4 separate regions of the Sus scrofa genome follow, and all the other regions are linked to region 3. The links are chromatin contacts, called in public Hi-C and HiChIP or PLAC-seq maps. All regions are on one chromosome and are shown on one strand. Each heading gives the region's core, a stretch centred on a gene start, on an enhancer-like site or on the middle of the called end of the contact. The rest is flanking DNA. Distances are from core to core; before and after follow the strand shown.

The links. Hi-C and Micro-C count contacts between places; a contact is called where the count stands out from the background. HiChIP or PLAC-seq counts read pairs in DNA pulled down with a chosen protein or histone mark.
Region 1: a contact with region 3 is called in a Hi-C map of embryonic fibroblasts, with 2.6 times the contacts expected there. The contact joins the promoter of ACTA2 here to the promoter of CH25H in region 3. A contact is called at or near these places in 2 of 47 Hi-C or Micro-C datasets (embryonic fibroblasts and mesenteric adipose tissue) and 1 of 2 datasets of contacts at active chromatin or transcription factors (skeletal muscle).
Region 2: an H3K27ac HiChIP or PLAC-seq map of alveolar macrophages shows a contact between it and region 3. The contact joins the promoter of FAS here to the promoter of CH25H in region 3. A contact is called at or near these places in 1 of 5 promoter capture datasets (liver), 1 of 47 Hi-C or Micro-C datasets (embryonic fibroblasts) and 1 of 2 datasets of contacts at active chromatin or transcription factors (alveolar macrophages).
Region 4: an H3K27ac HiChIP or PLAC-seq map of alveolar macrophages shows a contact between it and region 3. The contact joins the enhancer-like site here to the promoter of CH25H in region 3. A contact is called at or near these places in 5 of 47 Hi-C or Micro-C datasets (blood, heart right ventricle, mesenchymal stem cells and 2 more) and 2 of 2 datasets of contacts at active chromatin or transcription factors (alveolar macrophages and skeletal muscle).

Annotation. Positions count from the first base shown.
Region 1 is chr14:100,880,904-100,888,121 of Sscrofa11.1, forward strand. It overlaps ACTA2 (actin, alpha 2, smooth muscle, aorta), which reads right to left and starts at 5,804. Exons shown (of 9, transcript NM_001164650.1): 1 at 5,791-5,804; 2 at 2,092-2,243; 3 at 309-437. The coding sequence starts at 2,220.
Region 2 is chr14:100,922,405-100,929,577 of Sscrofa11.1, forward strand. It overlaps FAS (Fas cell surface death receptor), which reads left to right and starts at 4,901. Exons shown (of 9, transcript NM_213839.1): 1 at 4,901-4,933. The coding sequence starts at 4,904.
Region 3 is chr14:101,124,692-101,131,082 of Sscrofa11.1, forward strand. It overlaps CH25H (cholesterol 25-hydroxylase), which reads right to left and starts at 3,931. Exons shown (of 2, transcript XM_021073089.1): 1 at 1,566-3,931; 2 at 1-744. The coding sequence starts at 140. LOC102164066 (a long non-coding RNA gene) reads left to right here. Exons shown (of 6, transcript XR_002338591.1): 3 at 2,883-3,080; 4 at 3,917-4,148; 5 at 5,463-5,518.
Region 4 is chr14:100,978,739-100,985,745 of Sscrofa11.1, forward strand. It overlaps LOC106506085 (a long non-coding RNA gene), which reads right to left. Exons shown (of 2, transcript XR_001301101.2): 2 at 6,831-7,007. Among named protein-coding and RNA genes, the nearest start is that of FAS, 55 kb to the left of the region's middle. Within about 2 kb of position 1,968, at least 3 of the 83 cell types and tissues checked have an H3K27ac peak or open chromatin away from gene starts, as enhancers often do. A contact at or near this core is called in alveolar macrophages and retroperitoneal adipose tissue, where this site is marked.

The DNA.
Region 1 (7,218 bases), core at 4,554-7,053, 240 kb before region 3:
GGCTTGTCCGAGGAGAGCAGGCCATGAGATTGAGCAATAACTATTCATTCCTACCGCTGTTGAAGGACTGTTCTCAGCTGCACAGCTATCTCCCTCTAATTGGTTTATAAACCCTATTAGGAAAGGTTTTGTGTTTTGTTTTTTAAAGAAACAGTTCGGGATTTTTTCTTTTTTCCAGCTAGTTCCAATCTAGAAGAAATGTCAACACGTAAAAGTACAGTTGGGCAGAGTGACCCAGGTCTTTTATCCCAGCAGTAGCATGAGGTTTGGAACCAGGAGCCATAGGAATTAGACATGAATTGTGGTACCTTTTCCATGTCATCCCAGTTGGTGATGATGCCGTGTTCTATTGGGTACTTCAAGGTCAGGATTCCTCTTTTGCTTTGGGCTTCGTCACCCACGTAGCTGTCTTTTTGTCCCATTCCCACCATCACCCCCTAAAAAGGTTCAACACATTATGAGTCAGTCTCTCGTCGAACCTCTGAACCAATAACTATCCAAGCACAAAGGGCTAAATCATTGGCCTCACAATATGCTGAGTCCTGCTGTCACTAAGTTCTTCAGACACAGCCCTTAGTTAATTGGAAACAGGCCTGCATTGGTCTCCAAATAGCAGAGGATCCTGTGGGTCAGGCAGCTCTACACTGTGTCTTTTATCTCCTGGGTTTCTTGATGAGCTCTCTTAAGACAGAGATTGTGTTTGTTTTGCTCGCCACTCTAACAAATTGCCTGGCCCTGTTTGGCACTCCATCATTATTTGTTGAAAGGATGTGTGAAATTTTACATATTAGTTAAATGCCATTTGCCTCTTATAAATCCTTAATTTTCTTTTTCTTTTTTTCCTTTTTATGGCCACACCTGTAGCATATGGAAGTTTTCAGGCTAGGGACTGAATCAGAGCTGCAGCTGAGGCCTACACCACAGCCACAGCAACACTGGATCCGAGTCACATCTGCAAGCTACGACTCAGCTTGGGGCAATGCCAGATCCTTAACCCACTGAGTGAGGCCAGGGATCGAACCCATATCCTCAGGAGACAACATCAGGTCCTTAACCTGCTAAGCCACAATAGGGACTCCTTATAAATCCTTTAAAATGTATTTTCGGAGGTGTCAACTATTCAAGTATATCTAACCCTTATAAGCAAAAGCATTATTTCTACAAATGATTACTCAGTGCTTGATTTCTAATGGATAAACTCATACTAGTTGACATTAACACATCTGCCTGAAGGAGTTGAATGTATTTTTTATTCACTAAGGTGAAGCTTTAAAAAAAGAGAATTCTCATCACGAAAATTTAAGATTGCAGCAGAGTGACTTAAAATTGAAAAACAGTCATAGCTACTATAGTTCCAGAAGTAGTGGTTTGTGCAAAAAATCCCCATTGCACAAGTTCAACAAGGAGACAGAGTTCATTCACTGGGGAAGGCTTCTATTATTTGTTCTTGCGAATATATGCCAAACTGAAAGCCTAAAGATCGACAGAGAGGCTCAATGTGCAAAATACACATTGAGTGGGAAAATTTCAGAGATGAAACTCTCAGTTTTTATCCTGTGGCTGCCCTCAACATTTGTTTCTACATAATGTCAGGTGAAATTACCATGGGGCTGTCCATGTATATTTCATTGACAGTTAGGAGATGTAAAATTACATTTGGTAACAATGATTACTTTCCTCTAACATCAAGCTCTTTGAGAGTGAGTGACCTGAGCTTTTATTTTAATTTCTCTCCAAAGAGGAGCTATGGAATACAGCAGGTAACTCATAAGTAGTTTTGATGCTGTTGCTGCTGATGCTGATGACAATTACATTTAGACACAAAGGATTTATCCAAAAGAGTCATAATAGACCACAGACACCCACCAGATAACCTCTCAACATTGTATACTGAGATTGGCACTTATTTTCTAGAAATCAATTATCAGAGGTATATTTTTAACAAGTCTACATAATTTCTGGGCAGAGGGCAGTAGACAATCTGCGGATACTCACAGCTCCCATAGAGGGATCAAATACTCATAGACACTCACATCGAGGGACCAAATCTATAGCCCTGTTTCTCTCTGGTCTAGAGAGAATTTTGCTCACCTGATGTCTAGGACGTCCCACAATGGACGGGAAAACAGCCCTGGGAGCATCGTCCCCAGCAAAGCCGGCCTTACAGAGCCCAGAACCATTGTCACACACCAGGGCAGTGCTGTCCTCTTCTTCACACATCCTGGCTGGTGCTTCACAGGGTCCTGCAGGGGAAAGGGAGGAAGGCGCCCCAGCTGTGATCCAGCAGCCAGGGCACTTACCTGACCACTCCCACCTTCCAGGTTGGGTTGAGGCCCTTACTTTGTATCCTAGAGCGCCCTCTGCTGATCCTTATCTAACACAACATCTGTCTCAAAGTGCTTTCACGGGAAAGCTTTTTATAGGCCAAAACTTTAACTTCCACATTCACACAAAATGATCGGCTTGTTACATGTGTGAACTATTGCAGAGCACAGGTGGAATATCAGACTATGGGTTGAAGAAGTATCTAGAATTTGCTGTCTGTATCCCCCCACACTCACATTTTTCTGGGTATGTTATAACTTCAATTTTTTTTTTTCAAAAAGGTAGATTTTGAGGAATGGGCAGCATGTGAAAATTTAGAAATATTGGAATATTTAATGGAAAATGTTTAAAAGAAAATTGTCTCTTGGATCCCGAGGACTTGAATTTTGCCCTTGGAAAGACATTAGAACAAATCAAAACATTCTAAGAAGGTGCTTTAAATGTCAGGAGCCAGAGTTATTCCATTAATAAAATCACTGCCAACTTATAAGTCCAATAAGCCAAGGCACATTCAAAAAATTACACATCATGCAGTAGAATTTTGGAAGATAATAACAAAAAGATACACTACAGGCATATTCTTATATAATGATAGAGAAAGTAACATTGAATGATCCCATTAAAATGTATTTTTATGCATTGAGAAAAGACTGATTATTTTTACAAAGATGTTGATGGGGCTTATTTTTGAAGTGGGGGTTTTCTAGGTGTTTTTAATTATTGTCCCTGGATTCTGTAACATTTCCTAAATTTAATCTTTTAAATATTCCACCCTTAAGATTAGATCCTACAACAAAATTTGGAAGTCTGGAGCAAAAGTAACTACTTACAGATTTGGGAAATTGAAGGCTTATTAGAGAACATTTTCGTCCAATGTCCTCATCCCTACAAATGAGAAAACTCAGGGGAAGTGACTTGCTTGAGGGCACACAGGGCGTTAGAAGCAAAGCTGAAGCAGAAATCAGTTCCTCTTGGCTACCCTTCAACTTTCAAACCAGATGGCTTCCATTTTGCAAGTAGAATTAAGTGGAAATAGTCTTTAAAGAGAGAAACACCCAGAGTTCTCTGCCTGACTTTGAGACAAAATTCTTTGTAGGATTTCAAATTAAGGAAGATTCTTCTAAGTTGGTGAGCTCACTGCACTGCAGACCTGGATGTAAAAGGCGACCCTTTTAAAGAGATTTCTTGGAAGTAAGTAAAGGAAAAAAGCTGTTGCAGTTTGAGTTCTGCCAGACTGTACCCATGAATCCAATGCTCCGTCTTCCCGAACACCTAGAACTTCCATAGTGATACCTCATGGTAGCGTAACCCTTTGCAAAGAACATGAACCTCAACGGAGAGGATAAATTTGAAAATCCATTATCACCAAATGACAAAACAAGGAAATGAAGATTCAAGGAGTTGGAGCAACTTGTCCAAATCTCAGCACTTTTACATGTAGGATAATGGAGATATAGGGCACAAGGACTAGAAACTTGGACTCTGGAATCAGATTGCCTGGATTTGAGTGTGGGTTTCACTACTTAGAAGCTGTGTGACTTAGTAAGTTATTTAACATCTCTACACCATACTTTCTTTATCTACAAAGCAGCAATAATATCTGGAGGTAGGCCATAATCCTTATGGGGATTAGATTTTTTAAATACATTTAAAATCATTTACAGTGGCATATGCTTTATGAATTCTCAATATTATTTAAAAACTTATTATTAATACTATTTTATGTGATTATTATCTTTATTCAGCTCCTTTTTTAAATTTCAAGTCTTTGCTTTCTTTCCCCACTGCCTTCAGGTTTAGCACAGAAAACCTCAACTTGTAGATCCCACTTATAAGAACAGGGCTTGTACCTGGCTGGTTCTTTCCTTCCCCACACATTTCCCTTTCCAGATACTGAATTATGTTTAGCATTTGGGTGATTTGGCTTCCTTCTTAGCAGATTAAGAAGCAAGAATAGAGATGAGAAATGCAAGGGAGACAAGACAGAAGCAGGTGGAATTCGAGGAAGGTTGGTCAGCACTGGATCGGTAGGCTCCCTGGATGTGCCAAGCAGACCTTTCAAATCAAAAGCAAGAGCTGAAAATAGGATGAAATATTTGGAATCAGAAGGCTCTGCAAATGCGATAGTGTCGTCACCATGAGTACATTTGTCCTTAATAACTCTTGCATTTGACAGAAAGAATATTGGAATGTACTGCAGAAAAAGTAGGCTTGACCCTCGGCGTCATCAAGCATGCAGGGGAAAAAAAAAAGCTACCAAAATTTAGTAAATGTATTTTTATTTGGCAAAAAAAATGTCTAGGAAGAATTTCAAAATCTCTAAAACGAGCACTGTCATTAGAGAAATCTGTCCCCGGAAAGGAGCCAGCTCAGTGGTTTACAACTTTTTATTTAACCTGATGAGCAGCTGGGTTTGGAGCAAAGCATTTCCTAATTAGGTAAAACACACTTGAACGTCTGCTTTTGGAACAGCCCCCAGGTCAGGGGGTTTGCTCTAACTGACTTGAGTGCATCTTGTGCCAAAAAATGAGGAGTTAGTGGGAGGGAAATGCTCCAGTTCCCAGCTCTTCGGTCTTGAAATGCAAACCATATTTAGTCATGAATCACAAAATGGAAGGAAATTTTCAGCATGAAAACTCCAGTCCAGGCTGAAGCTGCCAAACCCTGATTTACAGTGCAGATCAGCCTGGGGTGGCAGGGCTGGTTCCACAGTCCCACCTCCTCGCCTGGCTGAGAAATGCAAATCAGACATCCCATAGGCTGAAAGGCAAACAGCTGTCAGATGCACCCCAGCTCCCTCCCTCTTTATTCATAAAGATTCAGTTGGGTTCCTGCTGCGCTCTGCTGCAAAGGACCAACCAACCGAGACACATATCCTGACCTGTAAGCTCACTGTTACACTCAAGAGATGTTCTTACAGAAGATAATGACCAATTAGAGCCGGAGGAACCCAGATGCAAATACACGGGTAGCCAGCATGAAAGGCTAGGCAACTAACTGCTGGTCATTTCTAAAATTCACTTCCAGATATCTCAGCGGCACAAAAAGTACAGTCCAGTGAAAAATCCCCACACCAAATCTGAACCGCAAGCAGATACTGGAGTTTCCAGGGCTCAAATATAAATGATGGTATAAACTGACTGCAAACAGCTGGACAGAATCTCTGAAATGTGCTGCAAGACCTGAGCTGTTAGTTTAGTATAAACAGATTCTGCAGGTGACACACTTAGATTTCAATTCCATCTTCCTCTCCCCCTCCTCCCCTACACCGGGCTATATCCTAGCTTTCTTTTTAATGTTAGGTAATTAGAGCTAAAAGCTGCAATCTTTTTAGTAGTACAATTTTCATTCAAAAATTTCGGAGTACGTGAACCCGGCCAAATCCCCGCAGATGACGTCTGATCGTGCTGGGGAATATCAGGGCCACTAGAATCCAAGACACATCCCTGGGCCCGTGCCACTTACCCTGATTGCTCTGGACTCAGCTTCTCCGCTCTGGGTGGTGTTCAGGGAAGCTGGACGCTGGAGGGTTATATAGCCCCTTGGCCTGCTCCCCTCCCACTTGCTTCCCAAACAAGGAACAAAGACAGACTGGAGCCCTCCGTGCAGTCTAACACGACCATATAGGGACCTCAGCACAAAACTCTCTAATCTGGGTGGCCGGAGGCCTGGGTCTCTTCCACTGCATTCCACTGCTCTGCTCATGAAATGGGAGGCAGCTCAGCTGCCTGTGGGAGATAAACACCCCCAGCCTTCAGAACAACTGCTGAGATGCCCAGAAATACTGAGTGAGTGTCATGGGGCAGATGCAGGCACGGTTTGCACATTCCTCAGGAGAGAGATGCCAGCCTGCTGTCATGCTGGCACTTCAGGGCATTTCCTCATAAACTGAGTACAGACAGAAGCAGCCTCTGAGGAGTAAGGACCTTTTAAAATTTCTCCCGCAGACATGGGCTGCAATGAAGAAAGAGATTCTTCAATGGTCTGTAAATATCTAGAGGGAGTGAGGACTTTGTGGTTGTCAATGCTGGGTTTATAAATCAAGTCTTGAGGTGGGAGAGCATGGTTAATGGAAGTAGGGGATGAAGTGGAGACAGGGTTGAGAGCCCGTTTCACAGAGGAGCTTGGAAGTCAGCCCTGCCTTTGGCACTTTGGTCCCCTGATGCATTAGATACATCTGCTGATTTGTCCTGAGCAATGTAGCTGCATGATAGGGGCCACCGTTTTTTTTTTTTTTTTTTTTTTTTGCTTTTTAGGGCCGAATGTGCAAAATATGGAAGTTCCCAGGCTAGGGGTCGAATGGGAGCTACAGCTGCCTGCCTACACCACAGCCACGGCAATCCTGAAACCATTGAGCGAGGCCAGGGATCGAACATGCATCCTCTTGAATACTAGTCAGGTTCAATACCTCTGAGCCACAACAGGAACTTCCATAGGGAGCAAGAGTCCATGTAGGAACCTGTCACAGAAACAGTCACAGAGAAAAGGGCATGTTTAAGGGAAGGCTTCCTGAGCGTCCTCTCTCTCCGCTGACACATTTGGCAGGTGACAGAGGAGCCGGGAGATCCAGGCCTTTCTCAGAGGAAGGTAGGGAGTGAACACAAATCTGGCCTTAAGCTGTTAGTCTCAGGTGACAAAGGATCCCTTCAGTGGTTTTACATTTACCTTTTCCCCTCCTCCAAGCCAACGTGCCAACTAAATTCATGGTAGGAATATTTTTGATGGATACCAAGCATGTCTGCTGACACGTAAAAAAATCCCAGAATGAATGTCTCCATTTTACAGCTGTGCCAGCTGTTCACTCATGTTACTGGGTCTGACCTGTTTGATTTATGGTTCACACACACACACACACACTTTTCTTTGAGAAATTGCACTGGTGATGATTATATA
Region 2 (7,173 bases), core at 3,651-6,150, 200 kb before region 3:
TTGTAACAACTAACTTTGATAAGAGAGAATTTCTTATGCTGATCTTAAGTTCTGACGACATATTAGTTAAGATTCTTTTAGCCGTAAGAATTCCGCTTAAGCAAACATTGAGAACGTATTGAGCTGAGTAACAGCAGGTAATCTAGGTTTCGATTTCAGGACTAAATCAACCCAGGTCTCGGTTGATACTGCCAGGCTTGGCCTCTTAGTGTGGTTTTCCTCTCAGCGTGGGTTGACTCTGCCTTCCGCTCTTGCAGATACACAAGCTCTCTTCACAACCTCATCAGTTCAACACCTCAAATATTCCCACTTCAAATACAGTGGAGAAAAGAAAAAAAAAAAAAAAAAAGAATCTGTGTTCTGCTGCTTCCAGCAAAGCTCACAACCAAACGATGGGCCAGTTGCCTTAACCAAGTGGAACTCCCGGTCCCCCTCTCCGGCTACGTACAGGCACAGGCCCTGGGATTGGTGTCAGTGCCACCGTGGTGGTTAAGTCTATGTGTCCCCTTGACTAGGCCACAGTTGCCAAGTGTTTGGTGCTATTATAGGTGTGTCTAGGTATATTTTTTGGATGGAATTAATATTTAAAACAGTAGATTTTGAGTAAAGAAGTTGTCTGCCATTAAGTGTGTGGGGCTCAACCAATCAGTTGAAGGCCTTAAGAAAAGGCTTGACGTCTTCTGAGAGAGAGAGAATTCTGCCAACAGATGGCTTTTAGAGGCGAGCTGCAGTTTTCCCCTGGGTTTCCAGCCTGCTAGCCTACCCTAGTAGATTTTGGACTTGCCAGCCTATATAATCACATAAAACAATCCCTTAAAATACATCTTTCTCTCTATGTATACATCTATCTATCTATCTATCTATCTATCTATCTATCTATCTATCTATCTATTTATCTATCTATTGATAGATGGAACTCTATAGATTGCCCTATCTATAGCTATAACTATATATATCCTATTGGTCTTATTTTTTTAGAGAACCCCAACTAATACAGCCACACACATCAAATAGCTAAGAAGGAGGAAGAGGAACAATTTTTTCAAAGGCAGCTCAGAGGTGCTATTACCAGGAAGAAGGGGAAAAAATGTAGGGTATTCATGAATGTACATGCAGAGAGGGTATTAAAATCAATTTGTTGCTATTTAGTAAGGGCATTTTGGTTGACAATGACTTTTAAAATATTAGAGGAGAAGAAATAAAAGTTATCTTGGGGGTTAAAAGATATTGAGGGTTTTCTTCCTCCCAGCTTTATTATTATTATTTTGGTTGTACCTGCAGCATGTAGAAGTTTCTGGGCCAGGGATGGAACCCATGCCACAGCTGAAACCAGAGCCATAGCAGTGACAATGCCAGACCCTTAACTCATTAAGCCATTAGGGAACTCCCTTCCCAGCTTTTTAAAATAGGAAGAGATATGTTTATTTATTTTTTGTCTTTTTGGGGCCACACCTGCGGCATATGGAAATCCCCAGGCTAGGAGGTCAAATCAGAACTGTAGCCACCAGCCTATACCACAGTCACAGCAATGCCAGATCCAAGCTGCCTCTACCACCGACACCACAGTCACATCAATGAAGGATCCAATCTGCATCTGTGATCTACACCACAGTTCACAATAACACCAGAACCTTAACCCACTGAACAAGTCCAGGGACCAAAACCTCATTCTCATGGATACTAGTTGGATTTGTTACAGCTGAGTCCCAATGGGTACTCCAGGAAGATGCATGTTTAAATGTTGTTTGAAATGAAATGTTCAATAGCAAGGATATCTTTAGAGTAGAAGAGACAAGCTTGAACTTATATGGCATGGTTGAGTAAAATACAGATGGATGCCAAAATATCTCCCACATCTGGTAGAGCGCCCAAAATTCCATCATTAAAATTGTATTTCTTTGCCCTTGGAGGCCCTTAGGAATGTGTTATTAAAATAAAAATAATGGAGTTCTTGGAAGTTCTTGTTGTGGCTCAGTGATAATGAGCCAGATTAGTACCCTTGAGGATACAGGTTCAATCCCTGGCCTTGCTCAGTGGGTTAAAGATCTGGCTGGCACTGCCATGAGCAGTGGTGTAGGTCACAGACGAGGCTCAGATCCCGCATTGCTGCAGCTGTGGCATAGGCCAGCAGCAGAAGCTCGGATTCAACCCCTAGCCCAGAACTTCCATATGCCGCAGGTGCAGCCCTAAAAAGCAAATAAATAAATAAATAACAATAACGAAATTCCCATTGTGGCTCAGTGGGTTAAGAACCTGACATAGCTGACATAGTTTGGCTTGATCCCTGGCCTCGCTCAGTGGGTTAAGGATCCGGCATTGCTGCAAGCTGCAGTGTAGGTCACAGATGTGGCTCGGATCCCGAGTTGCTGTGGCTGTGGTGCAGGCCGGCACCCGCAGCTCTGATTCATCCCCTAGCCTGGGAACTTCTATATGCTGCAGCTGAGGCCCTAAAAAGAAAACGAAATAAAATAAATAAATAAAAATGACCTTTAGAGATGTCTCAACTGTTCTCCCCAGAACACAAGCATCCATAAAGTGTTCATTCAGTAGGTGTTCTTCCAAGGACTCCATAAACAAGACAAGAAGCCTGGGGAACAGTGTATATCATAGCCCCTAATTCACAATGCAGATGAGCATGTTAAAGGCTCTGAGAAGCCTTGGATTAAGAGAGCTGTTTAAGTCAACCCCAAATTTTCTACATTCCTTTGCTCATCAATCACATTTCTCCCCACGAGGCATAGATTATTATTTTGTTGAACTTGAAGGGAATTAGGTGTGTGTGTTGATGGGGAGGATCTTAGGCAGTGCAGGGCCTCAGGAACAAGAATATCTAAATGTAATTGTTAGATTTGCTATTTATTGACTAATGAAACCGCCGATGTTGCTTAAACTTTTTTTGGCTCCAATTCTTTATGTGTAAAGTAAGTTTAATAATCATCTACCTCACTGGGCTAAAATGGTAAATATTAAATAAGGAAAAACCATTTGTAAAAGTTGCTGGTGCACTCATAAGAGATGTTGATTTTGTCAATTGTCCTCTCTCTCTCTTTTCTCCTTTCCTTTCTCTCTTCCTCCCTCCTTTCTTTCCTTCCTTCTTTTTATGATTTGTTTCAATAAATCTTAATTTCAGAATAGTTTCAGGTTTATAGAAATGTTGCAGAGATAACACAGACACAGAGTCTCCATAACCATCCCACTCCACCCTCCCCCATCTGCCACCACCCATTCACTTCTGTTTTGTGCTATGATCTGTAGGAACAGGACTGGCCAGCCAGGGTCTTCTTTTTTGTTTGTTTGTTTTGTTTGCTTTTTAGGGCCTCACCCGCAGCATATGGAGGTTCCCAGGCTAGGGGTCGAATTGGAGCTACAGCCTATACCACAGCCACAGCAACACAGGATCCAAGCCACATCTGCGACCTAGACCACAGATCAGGGCAACACCAGATCCTTAACCCACTGAGCAAGGCCAGGGATCAAACCCGCAACCTCCTGGTTCCTAGTCAGATTCATTTCCCCTGTGCCACAATGGGAACTTCGGGCCAGAGTCTTCTTCATAACCCTCACTAACAGTCTGTTGGGAGCTGAGGCAGAGATAGGCAAAGCAACACCTACAAGACTTGGCCATCCTGCAGGGCAAAACACAAGGTCAGTGAAAGTATTTAGGAAAGTGACCTAACCCAGGCTTTAGAGCCTGGAAAGGCTGGCAGAAGAAAATGTCCTCCAAGAGGGAATCTGACGGATAAGGAACAAGCCAGTGCCAGGTCAGGCCGAAGGAGGGGAAGGAGATTCTTAATGGGCAACAGAGTGAGATGCAGAGCTATGTGGACGTTGCCAGAGATACTGACCCCTGCATCTGTTCCCAGCTTAGGAACTACTTTCAGAAACATGCTCATTAATGATGCCATTATACAAACTTCCCTTCTGTAAAATCCTTGCAGAACTAGCTAAACAGATCATCTTTTCCAAAACAATAGTGACTTTGAGTGAGTGTTAACCAAAGCACTAAAAGTGCTTTTTTTTTTTTTTTTAAAGAAAATTAGAGAGGAAATAATGAGTAACAAAGGAGAGGAAGTAATTGCGAACTTCTAATAGGGCTGGAACTGTGTGATTTGTCATAGGAGTTAGCCTCCCTCTCCTCTAGAGAAATAAAAGCCAAGGGGTGCTCCCTCTTCAGAATCTCCAGAGCACACACTCTGAAGCTTTTCGTTTGATAACTGTCACTACCAAAACACTAGTCCGGCGCTCCTGTGAGACTCTCCTGTTCCCACCCCTACAGGCACGCGGAGCTGAGTGAAGGCTGGGTCTTCTCTGAGTTCCCGGCAGTTGGCCCTGGCTCCTGCAAGGAGGCGGGAAGTCTGCGCTCTGTACCCTAGCCCTCCCCAGCCTTCCCCGTTTGAATGGCAAAAGAGTGTAGCAAAGACAGCAAGCCGGCTCTCAGGGTTCTCACCTGAACCAGACATGCCAGCGGAAACAACCCCAACGGGGAATGCCCATTTGTGCAACAAACCCTGACTCTGACTCTCTCTCCGCTCTTCCACCCCCCACCACGTCCCGCCACCCCCGCGCCCAGGCTGAGTTGCTGAATCAAAGGCGCCTTCCCCAAACCCGGCGTTCCCCAGAAAAGCTTCCTCTGCCACCCCACTCCCCTCCTCCTCCCCAGGGCCCGGGGGCATTTCTTTAGGTCTTTTCTGGTCTCTCAGAAGAGCCACACGCAGGTGTTCTGAGACGCTTCTGGAGAAAAGAAAGCGGCTGGAGAAGTAACTGGGCTTGAGCGCGGGGGGCGGGCCCTTGGCGGGGAACTTACTCCTGAGCTGGCTGGAGCGCGGGGAGGGGCAGGGCGGGACTGTCACTTCTCACGGGGTGTGTGACCTGCTCTGCTAGCAGTTGGAGAGGCTCCACAGCCATGTCCGGGATCTGGGTTCTCCTGTCACTGGTAAGTCCTCTCCTGCCTAGCGGGGGCCTCTCCCCGCTGGGTCAAGAGGTTGGCGCTTAGAGGAGCGCGCAGGACGCGCTCCGATGACCTTAAGGGGATGCGCGTGGGCGTCCGGGCTTGGCTGGTGTTTGGCAGTCTGGCTTTTCAGGGCTGCTAGGACTTTCCTTGAGGGCGAGGTCTCAGGAAACCGGGGAACGCGTCTTTCCTGGGGTTGGAGGAGAAGCGGCGATCCTGCGCGGCAGGCAAAACAGCACCGCGCGGCCCCAGGGGGCCCTGTTCGCGGCGCGGAGAGAGGTGGGAGCCGGGGGCAGGCGGGGACTTGGGATGTTTGGGGGTCGCCAGAGGGAGAGCCCTACCCGAGAGAGGAGGGGATCGTCTGGACAAGTCCTTACATGTCACCACAAAGGTCCTCCTCTGCGCGGGTGTATGTGTGAGCTGTGGGACGGTGAGAATATGAGCTCTCTGAAGACACGTTTTCTGAACGTGTCACAAATTTAGGGAGTAAATCAGTCCCGAGGCAATGGTTAAACCCGAGGCTTTGGACGTCACTGTTTCTTTCTTGAAAAGGTTATCTTGGGGCTGAATGCGCCTCAAGAGGTTTGTTTACCTTCTTATCACGACACAGAAAAAGAAACTGTTTCCCTTCCGGGAATCCCTCTCCTACCGATCGTAAGTCACGACCTTAGGTTTGGCCTTTATTTATTTATTTATTTTTTAACGTCCTGTTCTTCACTTTAGTTTGCTGAACTCGGGGAGGGAAGGAACCTTGCCCCCACTGCTCAAGCGGTGGTACCCACTGCCACCGCGCCTGCGCAGGGTGGCGAGCCTGGAGCCGGTACTTGGCCTAGAAGCCTAAGCAGCAGCCACCTCTTTTTGAGTCCCTGCCTCGGAAATGCCACCTTGATGGTCGCTAATTAAAGACGTTTGGTTTCATTTGAGTTCCAAATTCTCTGAAAGGCAATGCCTTCTTATTTTGCTGGCCCCACCAAAGTGCCAGGCACTGTGATAGAAGTGTTTATAAACGTGATCACAGTCAATTCTCAGCAGCGGCTGCAAGGTAAGGAAGATGTCCTCACATTCATTTTACAGATGGCGAAACGGGGTGCAGAAAGCTTAGGTAATTCGACCGAGTGCAACCAGTAAGTGGCAGAGCTGGAATTTAATTTAGGCCCAATTCCAAAGCCTGGGCATTTGTTGATTGCACCTGATGTCCAGATTACACCAAGAATTGAAAGGAAAAATCAGTGATGTCCGGAACCATCTTAGATTGGGGAGAAAAACAAAAGAATTCTCCCTGAATTTTTCAGAAATTATGTACCATATTTGGGCTCCTTTAGAAATTTCCTCCAAGAAAATTTAAGATTCAAAATTGAGAAACCATTTATGCAACCTCAGACCACACTCTTCTCTTTATCATTAACCGTGGCCTTATTGCAGTGTTAGTTGTTTTGAAAATCTCTCTTAGGTCTTGGGACAACAATGCTGGTAAGCATAGCAAAGGTATCAACGCCCAGAGCTATGCTTAACTTTTATACTTATAACATCTTTACCAGATGGGCAAGTTTAAAGCACCAAGGAGGAGTTCCCGTCGTGGCGCAGTGGTTAACGAATCCGACTAGGAACCATGAGGTTGCGGGTTCGCTCCCTGCCCTTGCTCAGTGGGTTAACGATCCGGCGTTACCGTGAGCTGTAGTGTAGGTCGCAGATGCGGCTCGGATCCCGCGTTGCTGTGGCTCTGGCATAGGCTGGCAGCTACAGCTCTGATTCGACCCCTAGCCTGGGAAACTCCATATGCCTCGGGAGCGGCCCAAGAAATAGCAAAAAAAAAGACCAAAAAAAAAAGCACCAAGGAAAGTGCTTTTCTAAAAGAATGCACACACGTGTATACAGACACATATGCATATATATATGTACATGTGTTTATATATGCATATTATTATAATACCTATAATATTGTGTATTAAATATAAATTAATAGTATAATATATGATATATGGTCTAAGACATGAAGATTTATTGAATAAAATATATCAATACAGATGTGTAAAAAAAAAATCTGACATATCCTTATCACCTAGATTGTCATTGTTTATCATTTTGTAACATATCCTGCATTTTTCTTTTCTAATATGACTCTTTTAAATTTACACAGAATCCTGTCTTACACCCACTGCTAGCCCAACTCTCTGTTCTTAAAGAAGTTTCCACACCATCCATTATGTCATCTTTTGTGTCTCCAG
Region 3 (6,391 bases), core at 2,681-5,180:
TTGTTGTGGCCGCTCATGGTGAGATTGTGTCTGGCGGCAGCTGCTGCTCTGGTCCTACGTACTTTTCTTAGGGCTTTCGGCCCCGCCCCATGTGATGTCAGAAGCCTCTTTTCCCTTTCCCGGCTTCTCAGAGCTTGCATAAATAAATAACCCCACAGAGTCTCGCTTAGCTGCTATAAATATACACCTACAGCTGCATTTAGTCGGTGTTTATGTATGTAATTACGCAATGGCACGTAGTAACTGCAGGATTATGTTCTGATTTTTTAATTGACGTACAATTTACCGAATACAATGCACAGAGGTTCAGCGTAGAGTTTCTACGAGTTTTGACAACTCAATTCATAGGTCATCACCACTCCCAAAAAAGATGGAGAATATTTACATCACCATCGAAAAGAGCCCCTTTGCAATCAAATGCAGAATTATTTGTATTTTTCAGTGCATACCTAAAACTGTCTTGCGTTTTAATAAAGACACACGTGTAACTGCATTTAAAAAAAAAAAAAACTTTTTAAAGTAACGTACCTTGCGTATTTCAGATCTTTTCCTTCCATTCGCGCTGTACTGATTTCACCAGCAGCGATTCACAAAATAACCTTTTGCAGAGAGAACTAATTGCAGGTCCCCGGCAGCGTACAGAGGCTCTCAGCGCAGGAAATCTGACAGTAAAGGTGTTCCCAGCGTTTCAGTGTTCCCAGTGAGGAGCTATCCCCGCCGGCTCGCTGAAAGCTCCAGATACCCCTGCACAGACCAAAAATAAAAATAAGTAAATAAACAAAAAAGACCCCAAACTAAGCCGGAGTCCCAGCGGCCCCGCGCTAGGGTCTCACAAACCTGCGACAGAAACCCGGCGGCACAGCCGCGGGAGAGGGGACTGCGATCTGCGATCGTTAGGCTTCGCTTCGAGAGAAACGAAAGAAAAGAAAAGGAAAAAAAAAAAAAAAAAGTCAAGGGCTGGATTTAATATCCACAGCCTGCCCAGATCTGGCTAAAAGTCGCTACATCTCAATTTGGTGTGGAAGCAATGACATCAGTAAACCACCCACTTTGTTCTACTTTGTGCGTTCCTGAAGCTAAAGGAGGCTGTTTATGGGACAGATGCTGTTGCACCCAGCCAGACCGTCCCTCCGCTGGCTTCGCGGGGCCAATTCGCCGCGAGCCCTCCATTCGCTTTCACCCCAACCACTCTTGGCACTGAGCCGACCTGGTGGGGACCTGCGCCTGAGGAAGTCGGTGCCGAGAGAGATTGGGGGAACCCCGGGACTAGCATGAAAAGCAACCTTCGCATTTGATCGGGGGACTTGCCTCGCTACACAAGAGACGCCCAGAGGATAGAAGTTTGGGATGGAAATTTTGAAGCCAGTTATCACTCCTAGTGCTAGCTTTGCTTCTTCTGTCTATGAAGTTGGGGCTAGAGCCTCACCCCACGAAGCTTTGCGTTTTCTTACCTCCCCCGCCTTCCCAGAGGGAATTAACAATAGTAGCTATCTCATGAGGCTATGCAAGCATTAAAGGAGAAAATAATGGTGGTGGTGATGATGACAATGATGGCAAAAAGGTACCTTGCAACGTCGGTCAGGTACTGGCTAAATGTTTTACTCCAACTGATTTCATCCAGTCCTTAGAAGAGCTGGGTTTGTCACACTGCCAAGAGATAGGCAGTATTGCTGTGGTCTTCCAGAAATAAAGTATAGTGCCTGGAACACAGTAAACATACAAATAAGACACATCTTTAAATGTGTGCTCCACATTTTACCTAAAGAATAATTGAGGAAGTTTGCCATTAAAATCAAAGAAAGTTTTGCAAAGAGAAATAAGAGATATAAAGACATGTACTATGAGGAAATAATACAATGAAAATATAGACCAACATATGGGCCTAGAATTGACATATAATAGTCCAATAAATAATATATAGGATATATAGGGAATATATAGGATGTTTTATGTATATGCACACAAACACACACATACACACACACCCCTATAAGTCAATTCACATTTCAGAACCTCATTGAACTGCCGCTGATGGAATATGGATATTCCTTGGTAGATGCCCATTCTCTAGAGCCCTCAGTCTCTGGCCCTATCACAGACTTTTTTTTTAAACCTCAGTCTGCCATAGAATATGATAATATTCTGCATGTGTCTTGATGAGATAAAGTTTGAAAAGCAGCTTTGAGCTTCTTGACAGTCAAGGCAAAAAAGGAAAGAGGGTGAATTTTCTAACGTTGCTTGGATATTTGTTAGCAGAGACAGGTACCACAGAGGACTTTGGCCTCCCTGCTGGTGGGTTTCGTCCAGTTAGTCAACCTGTCCTTTCTAGGTTCCTCTTTAATCTTTCTCCTCCTCCAGTGTTCTTTGCAATTCACTTTTAGGGCAACCCAGGCACTTTCTTGTTTCCCATTTTTCACAGATATCACCCTACCTTTGAATTTTGTATAATTCAAGCAGCTTCTCAGAGAGGAGAGGTTATTCTTTTTTTTTTTTAAAGTCTATTTGAGAATTACACTACACTAGTGAATGTATCTTAGGCCATTTATTAAGCCTTCACTCTTGGACCCTTCAGTGTTCTAGAGAGAGACCATCACCAGTTCACTTTCTCAGACTTACAAATGAATTCTGCTCAGAAGTAAAATTTCACTCACTCAAATTCGCCCTCAACATAAATTGTCAACCTTCAAATTTCCTTCTAGCACATGCTGTTCTTTTCTTGTGGTTTCAGCTCTCATGCTTGAATGCTTTGGATGCTCTCAGATTTTTTTTAAGTGGGTGGCTTAATTAGCTAATAGACTGCTATCAGGACTGACTCCTTTGAGCCCCAGCCCCAACCAACTCGTTCTTCTCCTTATTTGATTCTTCCATCCTTTATTACTAAGCCTGTCAGCATATTCTCCAGAAAATCCTGTGCAGCAAGACCTGGAAGCCACAGCTTCAGCCTCCTTGGCCCAGGCTCTCCCCTCTCACTCACAGCACTCTGAAAAATAGCCACCAGCTTCTCCGCCTTTCCGGCCCATGAAACCATCTAGGACAGAAGTTTGTGTCCAATTTGCAAGTGCAACTGTCTCAGGGATCAGGTAAGCTCTCATCAGCTGTCCACTGTCATGGAAGATGCTGAAAAAGTGGGCACGTCATGTTGGCCAACCAAAACCAGCATCCACTTAATGGACCCAAATAAAACAGCCCTATTTAGTCTTGACTAAAGGGGTGTCATTTCCTGAATTGGCAAACATGTGCCTTTAAAACACTCTGAATTTACACAAAATTTATTTAACAACCTGATAGATGAATAGACCTTTTTAGGGCACTGAGTCTAACTTCTAGGATTTTTTTCTCACAATGTCAAGCATTATACCTTGCATATAATGAGTGTTCAGAAGGTATCTGTAGACTCAATGCTCATTTTAGAAGATATTGGCTTTAGATCAAGGCTAAAAAAAAAGAGTGTGTTTTTTTGTTTTTTTCCCCTGGGGCACTGGTTGATGTCATTTAGCTCTACTTACCCACTGGGATGGTTTTCCATGGAAGAGTTTTTTGTTTTTTTGGTTTTTTTTAACTGACTTCTGGTGGTATCAGAATTTTGGCCACATTATTTCTTGTGCTTCTCCAGTTGATTTTGACTCCCTGTGTATTTTTAACGTGGTGTGGTCTTTCTGACAGTGTTGGAGAATAGGAATTCTTTCTTCCCTAACTGCTGTAGAGATCAAATCACTTTTCTGAGAGTACAACAATCAGGTCTGTACATATTTAACATAATCTCAAAGCTATTTGGTACCACCTCACCAAAAGATCTTGGATAATGCCCACCCCCCAGAAAATAGAAAAGGTAGTTGAAAAAACCTTGTACCAGTGACATCATCTCTTTTTCTGTACCTTTATGGTTTTTTTTTTTTTTTTTTCTTTCCAAATCTAGGTGAGACTGTCTTGGCATCTATCTAACCGAAATGTTTATTCCTGGGTATCAGAGATACATGTCATAACAGCTTACAGCTGTAACACATCAAACTCAAGAAACAATCTCAAAGATCAAAATCTAACCCCTTGTAAAGATGAAAACTCCATCTCAGAAGAGTCAAGACCAACTAAGGTTCGATAGAAACTTATAGCCAAACTGAGAGCAAAACCCAGCCAGTGTCAATTTCAAGGTAGGTATCTCTACTACAGGAATTTGGTATTGAAATGGGGCATCAAAGTTGCATTTATAGGGCTGTTTACAAAAGACTCAGAAAACATTAATTATTAACACCAGAACAGTGGAGGATGCTGATGAATATGGGGGGTGGGGGTGGTTGTTAACCCCCCAAGAGATTTCTTGATGCCCTATCCGCCACAGATGCTACTGCATATTTGGTTTTATACACTTTTTTTATGTTTTGATCCATCCGTCACCTGTAAGTGGTGCTTATACGAATATTATTGGAACTCTCAACCTGCTTAAAATATTTAAAGCATATAAAATCATCCCCATTAAAAGCACACCATTGCCTGTCAAGCAGAGAAAACACTTGCTCACGCATCAAAAGGGTGTTGCAGAGATCAGTCTTATGAGAAGGCGTCACGAACCCGGAAGGCACAGTGTAAAAATGCAGAAGTATTTGTTTTAGTACTGCTGAAACAAGTTGGCAAAGAGTTTTACTTAGTTTGGAATTAAACTTGAAATCTGCACCTAGCCCAGTACAATAAGTACTTGTGAATGGATCACTGACAAATTTTTAAAAAATGAGAATTAGTATAACCTGATGTTGCCATTCAGGGGTCATATATTGAAAATCTCTCCATATACCAATTAAAAAAAAAAAAAAAGGGGCAAGAGTTCAAATTACAGGATATTTCAAATGTTTACATTTAACAAAATAACACTTTTAATACCCACAAACATAAAATATTCATTGTTTGGAGATAATATCAACAGTCTTAATAAGTGTGAAGCCTTGGTTAAAGCCTTCCCCACTTCCTCCCTCATGGCTGAGGTTCCGATCATTCTTACCTATTAGGCAAGGTTTTATTTTCAAGTCCCTTTTGAGGCACAGTTATTCTTTGAGGATATTTTTCAGATGTTATGCATTAGGCAAGAATTAGTCATAATCTGCGATAAGAAGGACCACAGACATGGTTGGCCTTACCAATCCTCAAATTACCAAGTGAGTCCTAAATCAACCCAGTTCTCAGCCTGGCCCAGAAAAGGTTTGAAGTCAAAGCTGAGAGTGCCCCCTTATGGTGACTGAAGAAATGACTTCACTCTGAGTCATGACTTCATTTAGCAGCTTTGCTCAAGTAAACACAGGCTCTTGGAGTTCCAAGCTGACAGAATATTAACCAGTCTTCTCCCTGCCCTAGAGGTCTGTGGAGATCTTTATGTTCTTCTTAAAAAAACATATATCAAACCCAGTGGAATCAGAGTCACAACTAGAACCTGTTACAGAATTTCTTAAGGCACAAGCTCCGAACTTGTTTTGCAGGCTCCGCCGACGATGAGACGACGCTCCCAGAATGCAGCTAGGGTTATAAGGTTAAGGTAAGAGCCTATGCAGCTGTGTCAGGAGCAAGAGGGGATCAATAAAGGCAAGGGTGCCACATAACCCAACAGTAACGAGAACGACCATGTAGCCTCTCCACCTCTAGACTAGCCCACGTACTGGTGTACTGAAGAAAAATCCCCAAAGTTTGAGAAGGTGGTAAAAGAAAAACACTGCAGTAAAAGGATGACTCTATAGAATGTAGCCCCTGCTCATTCCCATGGTCTGGTGAATGGGAGATGTACTGACCCACACAAGCTTTCAAGGGCATGTGTGGGAGCCTTCAGGTCAGGAAGCAAAGAAGAGAAACCACGTCACCATTCTCCAGCGAGCAGCTTTCTTCCACGACTGGTGAAAACCACAAACAGAAACATCCACTCAGTGTCCCATTGTTTCTGGGACACTGGTTGGCCAAACAAGTTTGCCTTGGTCAAAGGAGAAAGAAGCACTCTTTCTTATGGGGACCTAGGGCCAGCAGAGAGAGTGGCATCTTCCTGGGGACGTGTATCCTTTGCAGCTAGCACAGTTTTACTCTTTACAATTTCACTTTAGTTGCCATGAAAAATCAGATTCCACTTCAGTTCCTCTCAGATGTTAACTTGTACATCTAATTTCCTTTAGCTCCATGACAGAAGTCCATCCTTTTTCACACATTCTGTCAGTCCACATAAATGTGCTAATATCCCAGGCTTTGTGTTAGATTCCGGGTATACAGAGGTGAGTGAGATCTTTCGTCGAGCTCACAGAGTGATGGGGCAGATGGTATTAGATGCCTGTATCTGTTTGGGGGACCCTATGGCGTTGTCTCTGCCAGCTTCAGTTGCTTCATTTGTCAAGGAGAGAGTTGGATGGATGGTTCTTGAATCCAGGGT
Region 4 (7,007 bases), core at 718-3,217, 150 kb before region 3:
TCATTTAGATCCTCGACTGTTTAAAGGATGACCTCAAGACCCCCAAATCCTGTCCAGTCCCAGATGATACACTTTTTTTTCTTTTTAGGGCTACACCTGCAGCATATGGAGGTTCCCAGGCTAGGGGTCAAATCAGAGCTACATCTGCTGGCTTATACCACAGCCACACCAACACCAGATTTGAGCTGCGTCTGCCCCCTACACCACAGCTCTCGGCAATGCCTGATTCTTAACCCACTGAGCCAGGCCAGGGATTGAACCCGCATGCTCACAGATACTAGTCAGATTCATTTCCACTGTGCTGCAGTGGGAACTCCCCAGATGATACACTTTTAGGGTGTTCCGGAATATGTTCAGAGAAAGACGACTAATTTGAAGAAGAGTTTAAAACCATGACATATATGGAGTGGCTGAAAGACCAACAGGTTCTGAAGGCCTTGGGAAAGGAGTCCTTAGATAGCTGCAGCACTGCTCTTATAATTAGGTGAGTGGAGGGGCATTCATTCTGTGTAGCTCCAGAAGCCAAAACATATTTATCCCAGCAGAGTGAATCCTGATCTGTACTCCCATCCTTCAGTGCATTCGGTTCAATGATTTGTCTCACAAATATTCCTGTGACCATGCTGACACCAATTTGCAGCAAAAATAAATTTAAATAATGATCAAATTTTGATTCCATCTTTGAATGTGAGAACCATATTTTAGTCTCTAGTCATTGCAAATTGTCCTGGTACTTTCCTCATTTCATCTCCAGGTCTTTGCTCCCTCAATTTCCACTCTCTAAGGTGTCTTTCCTGGTACGTCTCCGGCTGGTGACCTCCTATTTATTCTTTTCTTTTTTCTTTTAAAAAAATGTTTTTATTAAAGTATAGTTGACTTGCAATGTTCTGCCAATTTCTGCTATACACAAAGTGACCCAGTCATACATATATGTACATTCTTTTTCTCATATTATCTTCCATCATGTTCAATCATAAGTGATTGAATCCCTCTGCTATAAAGCAGGACCTCTTTGCATATCCATTCTAAACATAATAGTTTGCACATTTATTCTTAAAATTAGACAACTCCTCTAGGAAGCCCTCCTTGATTTCCAGGCAGAACTAATTCTCATGTGGCTCTTGTGATTCTCCATGTCTTGAGAATGAGGCATTAACTTTTAGGGGGAGTGTGGAAATTCCCAGGCCAAAATCCAACCTGCACCACAGCAGCAATCCAAGCCATTGCAGTGATAACACTGAATCTTTAACTTGCTGCACCACAAGAGAATTCCTAACTGTCCTTTGTTTCTGGCTGTCGTTTCAAGTAGGCTTATATAGCAAGCAGCCTTGGAAGATAGATACAATGTCCCCTTGGGAAGGCCATGGCAAATTTGCTTGCTCTGTAGCATGAAAGATGCAGGTTCCCTAAAATCAGGGGACCTCAGCTATAAAGCAAGCCCTCCGGAATACACACACACACACACACACACACACACACACACACATATATTTTTTTCCCTTTCTGTCTTTTTAAGGCTTCACCACATGTGGAGATTCCCAGGCTAGCGGATGCCGGATCCTTAACCCACTGAGTGAGGCCAGGAATCCATCCTCATGGATGGATACTAGTCAGATTCATTTCAGCTGAGCCACCATGGGAACTTCTGGAATAATGTTTTAGAATGGGATATAGATAAGTGATAAATCACTCCCAGAAGAATATGTCAGAACAAATGATAGACCATGTCATCCCAGCCATGAAGGAGAGGCATCAGAAAAACAATTTGTAGGGTCAAAACAAACTCCCACAGAGATGAGCACCAAATTCTATATAAGCCCAGACACACTTGACCACAGCAGCCCCACAACCCTTTGGCTTGCTCACTTCCTTTCCCCTCCCCACTGCTTTTCCTCACAGAGAAAGGAGGAAAGGCAGAGAGAAGAGAGGAAGTGGGCAGGAGTTGTTTGCCAGATGTCCTTAATGGCCTCACGCATCATGTGTTTTTGCCTGTCAGCACCATAGCCTTCCCCTGAAAGAGGGTGCAGCTCAGCTGTGGCTGCTTAGAGCTACGTTTCTGCTCCCACAATGAAGCATTTTGGATAATCACCCAATAGTTGGATGATCTTAAGAAAATACTGGACTCCCAATTCATGCTGCTTTCCTTGGACCTGGTGGTGCATCAGAGATTGTCGAGTAGGGTTTAAATATGATTTCATTCTCAAGGGGATGCCTGGTGAGAGGGGCCCCAACAGTTTCAAAAAGTCCTGACAGCTGAGCATAAAACCAAATATTTATTTACCAGAATGTTTGCTCCAATATGATTCAGAATAGAAAAAGAATCTGAAAAATATCTGATTACCAATAATACAGGTTCTGTTAAATAGTTTATTTGATGCCAATATGTTGGAAGAGTACTATTTAGGTATTTTCTAAATCATGTTTGCATGAAAATTTGTTCAAGAGATAAAATATCTCTGAAATATGTTAAGAGACAAAGGAAGATATGAAAGACTGTATACAGTATGGTCCTCATTTTACAGCATATATGGAAGATATTGACATCAAAATATTCATGGTGATTATATCAGATGGTTGAAATCAAGAATGAATTGTTGATTTTTCTCTCCTCTTTGCAGTTGAAAAATTTTGTACATTAAACAATTATTATTTACGTAATCAGAAAAAGTGCATATTAATAAAATAGTGGTAAACAAAAAGTAAAATCTCCTGAGAAAGATGATGTGTGGTCTTTTTGAGAAATATAATCAAGTTTGAGAGAAAGCAGAAAGCCTAATAAAACAGGTACCGAAATCATTTTAATGGATAAAAAGACTCAATATTGTAAAAATATCACTTCTCCTCAAATAGCTCTATAAATTTAATGCACATCCAATCAAATTCCAAGGAAGTTTGTGTGTCTCTGCCTATGTACATGTAGAAATTAATAAGATGCCATGCACATGGTGGTATATGGAATAAGTGGGCAACAGGAGCTGTGTCGTACAGGGAGCTCTACCCAATGTTCTGCGATAGTCTATGTGGGAAAAGAATATGATAAAGAATGGATGTGTGCATACATGTATAGCTGAATCACCTTGTTGTACAGCAAAAATGATCACCTGGTAAATCAACGATACTTTAATAAAGCTTTAAAAAATGGAAAAAAGAAATTAAGGCCTCTATAATTTGTATGAGAAATGAGAAGACCCAAGAATAACTAAGTCGATATTGCAAAAGAAACATAAGCCTGAAGGTCTTAAACTGCTAGATAAAAAGGCTTGCTACTGAGCAGTTAATCCGTTTCAGTGGGGCACTGGTACAAGAACAGACAACCAGAGCAATGGAACAGAAAGCAGAGTACGGAAACAGAACCACATACGGCTCTTTGATTACTTAAGTGCAGTAGGGAAATGTCAGTCTTGAAAAATGAGGCTGTGTCAAGTGGACACGCTTACGAAAAAAAACTTCACCTCTATGTCTCACTGTAAACCAAATTAATTCCAGAGAGACCGATGTTATGACAAATAAAATAACAAAGCATCTAGATTAAAGAACAGAAGAATGTCTTCATGACTTCGAAGTAGACAAAGATTTCCTCATACACTAGAAAGCACTAACCAGAAAAAGGATGCATTGAACTGTATATTTTAATTAAAGATAGCTCTTCATCAAAAGACATCACTACAGAATGGGAGAGGACATATGCAAAACATGTCTCAAAAGGGTTCACATACCGAATATATATATCTTTAAAGCTCGTAAAAAGGAAAAAAAAAATCAAACAATGCAATAGGAAAAAATAGACAAAGGAGATATTCAAAAGGACAATCAACATAAGAAAAGGTACTCAACTTTACAGGTTATTAAGGTAATGCTAACTCAAAACAATTTCAATAGCAGTTCACCATTACATGAAAGGCTAAAATGAAAAAGATAAGTAATTTCACACACTGGTGATATCATGGGTCAGCCACACGCTCCTGCCCCTGTGATCAGAGCCCATGTTGGTATAGACACTTTGGCGTACTCCTTAACTATTTAGCAGTATCTAGCAAAATTGAACATGAGTGTTCTTTATGACCCAGCAATTTCATTTGTGAAAGTACACAAATTTGTGAAGAAATGCATACAGCTAGTCACCATAAAATGTGTAGCAAAATATGCACAACAGAATTATTTATAATAGCCTCAAATTGAAACCAAATCAAATGTACATCAAGAGTAAAATGAATAGAAAAATTGTGGTGCCATTTTCGGAGTTCCTGTCGTGGCACAGTGGTTAACGAATCTGACCAGGAACCATGAGGTTGCGGGTTCGATCCCTGGCCTTGCTCAGAGGGTTGACAATCCGGCGTTGCCATGAGCTGTGGTGTAGGTCGCAGACGAGGCTCAGATCCCGCATTGCTGTGGCTCTGGTGTAGGCCGGTGGCTACAGCTCCAGTTCGACCCCTAGCCTGGGAACCTCCATATGCCAAGGGAACAGCCCAAGAAATGGCCAAAAAAAAAAAAAAAAAAAAAAATTATGGTGCCATTTTCACGCAATAGCAACAAAATAATTCTGCTTGCAACAGTGTGTGATTTCCACAAATACAATATTGAAATCTAAAGAGCTGGTATATACTGCATTGCATTCCAGCTACATAAAATTAGGGAAAAAAATTCAGCTATGTATTATATACACGATAGTAGTTTTCTTAGAAAGATAATGCTTCCTAAGGCATGAGTATTGGGAATGTTTTATTTTTTATCTGGGTGCTGATGACATGTGATGTTCACTTATTTTAAAAATCCTTAAGCTTCACATTTGTATGCATTCCACAGTAATAAAATGTATATGTTAAGAAAAGTTGCTAAAGAAATATCATTTCTAGGAAGTTCCCATTGTGACTCAGGAACCTGACTAGTAGCGAGCCATGAGGATGCAAATTCTATCCTGGGCCTCACTCAGAGGGTTAAGGATCCAGTGTTGCCATGAGCTGCCATGAGATGTGGCTTGTCGTGGCTATGGCATAGGGCAGTAGCTGCAAAAAACAAAAACAAAAAACAAACAAAAAAAGAAATCATTTCTATGTCAATAAGTTACCTGGTGGAAGAGTTTTAGAATATGATTTTTTTAAAAAAGATTAAAAATAACCCAATTTGGCCTCAAGTTTCTATATGTGCTGAAGCCTTAAAACCTAGGCAGGACACAGGTTCCAAATATGTTTTCCTCTTGGAGTTTCCTGAGCTCTGACCTGGCTTTTCCAGTAAGTTTTTGACTTGGCCCTGTTGGTAGTTATCTAATCTTGGAGCTCCAGTTCTGGGCTTCCTGCCTGCTTCCAACTTGGCTCAGCCCCACATGTGATCTCAGGTCCTCACCCCATGGACTGGCTTCATTCATGTCCCAGCTATGACTCCATCTCCTTGATTTTTGCCCCCACATCAGCAGTCTCTGATGAGTTTATAATCTATCTGACTTGACCACTATTCAGATAAACATTTATAGGAAAAATAAAAATAGTAGGGATTTATTTCGCAGATCACAATAGTTCTCTCTCTCTAGTCTGGTTATTATTGTACAGCTCCACAAAACAAAAAGCAGAGACTCTCCATCACAGAAAAAAGATGGTTAGGCAAGAGTTGTAAATTCAGACACCCAAAGGGGCCAGGCAAATGAAAGATGATTACATTTCTGAAAAAAAAAAATTTGTTTTTCCTATTAAAAGAAAAACACATGCTGACTTCCATTTTTTCTAAAATTATGCAGCTCTCAGTCTAAATGTGTAATACAGGGAAATACGTGTTTACTATATATTTGAAAAGTAACCGGGCAAATAAACTCTTTAAAGGCAATTCCTCTTAGGTCAGACATGTACTGTAGTAAAGAGTAGGGCTCATGCCTTGTCTAAAACAGGTAGCTGATACTCTGATCCACCGTGACATGCTATGGAGAAATGTAGATCTAGTGCAAGAAGTGTAGAATCTATGTTTTTAGATAAAATCTCCCAACTCCTAAATGTTAATGAAAAAATTTAAAAAGACTCAAATAAAAAGTGTTTGGGGCTGGATTCAGCCAATGGATTGTTAGCTTGCAACCTCTCTTATGAACTAGGTGCATATTCATTAACCTCATCTTTCCATTCAAAAAATTTCAGAGGAATACGCATGCTGAAAATAACCAGAGATCCTGGTACTGTATGTGAGTTTTGGACCAGGCAAGGAAGGGTCAGTGTCAAGCCTTCATTCCCAGATCCAGAGACAGAACCATTTATTTACTCAGTGAGCAGTTATTGGTTTGGGGGGCAGCTACTCCCCAGATGTACTTCAATTAGCTCGATTTGAACTACTTAATTATTTTGCAAAGGAGAACGAAACATAAGCTAATGCACAAACCAGGAAATTTTTTTGTCAAATGATAGGCTGGACTTAAGATTCAGAAACCAAGACCCCACCCTAAGAAATCTTTTTGGCATCAGCTTTTATGGTAGTTATTCAGAGGTTAGTCGTGGAGTCTAAAAGGAAATGAAAAGCCTCTTGAAGGCTGACCCCTCAAACAAAGTCTAGCCATTGCTCAATTCAAATCTAAGAGAAAAAGAAGATAGAGAAAAGGTTCATTAGATACAGACAGTTAAATACATCAATTTATGCAGAGTGATCTTTGGAAGTGGGAATAGCAGTTAGGGTTAAGGTTCTAAAAGCTAAGGAGAGAGACAAGGGCAAAATGTACATACCTAAGTGGTCCTGCTAGTCTTCTTTCCAGTTTTTGATTTAAAGAAAAAGGCACAAAAAAACGAAATATATCTGTCATTCCAATAGACTTTTTTCCCTACTTTCTCTAATAGGAGGAGACTTGAGGTCCCTACTCTTCCTTTTTTTTTTTTTTTTTTTTTTTTTTTTTGTGACTGTCTCCAGGGTCTAGTTTTTCCTTACATATACAAGCCAGTCTTTAATAAATATTTTGCTTCTCACTGTACCACCGGAGGAACCCACACATTAATTATTTCAAATGACAGCTATTACTCTTTTATGCAACATCAGTTCTCCAA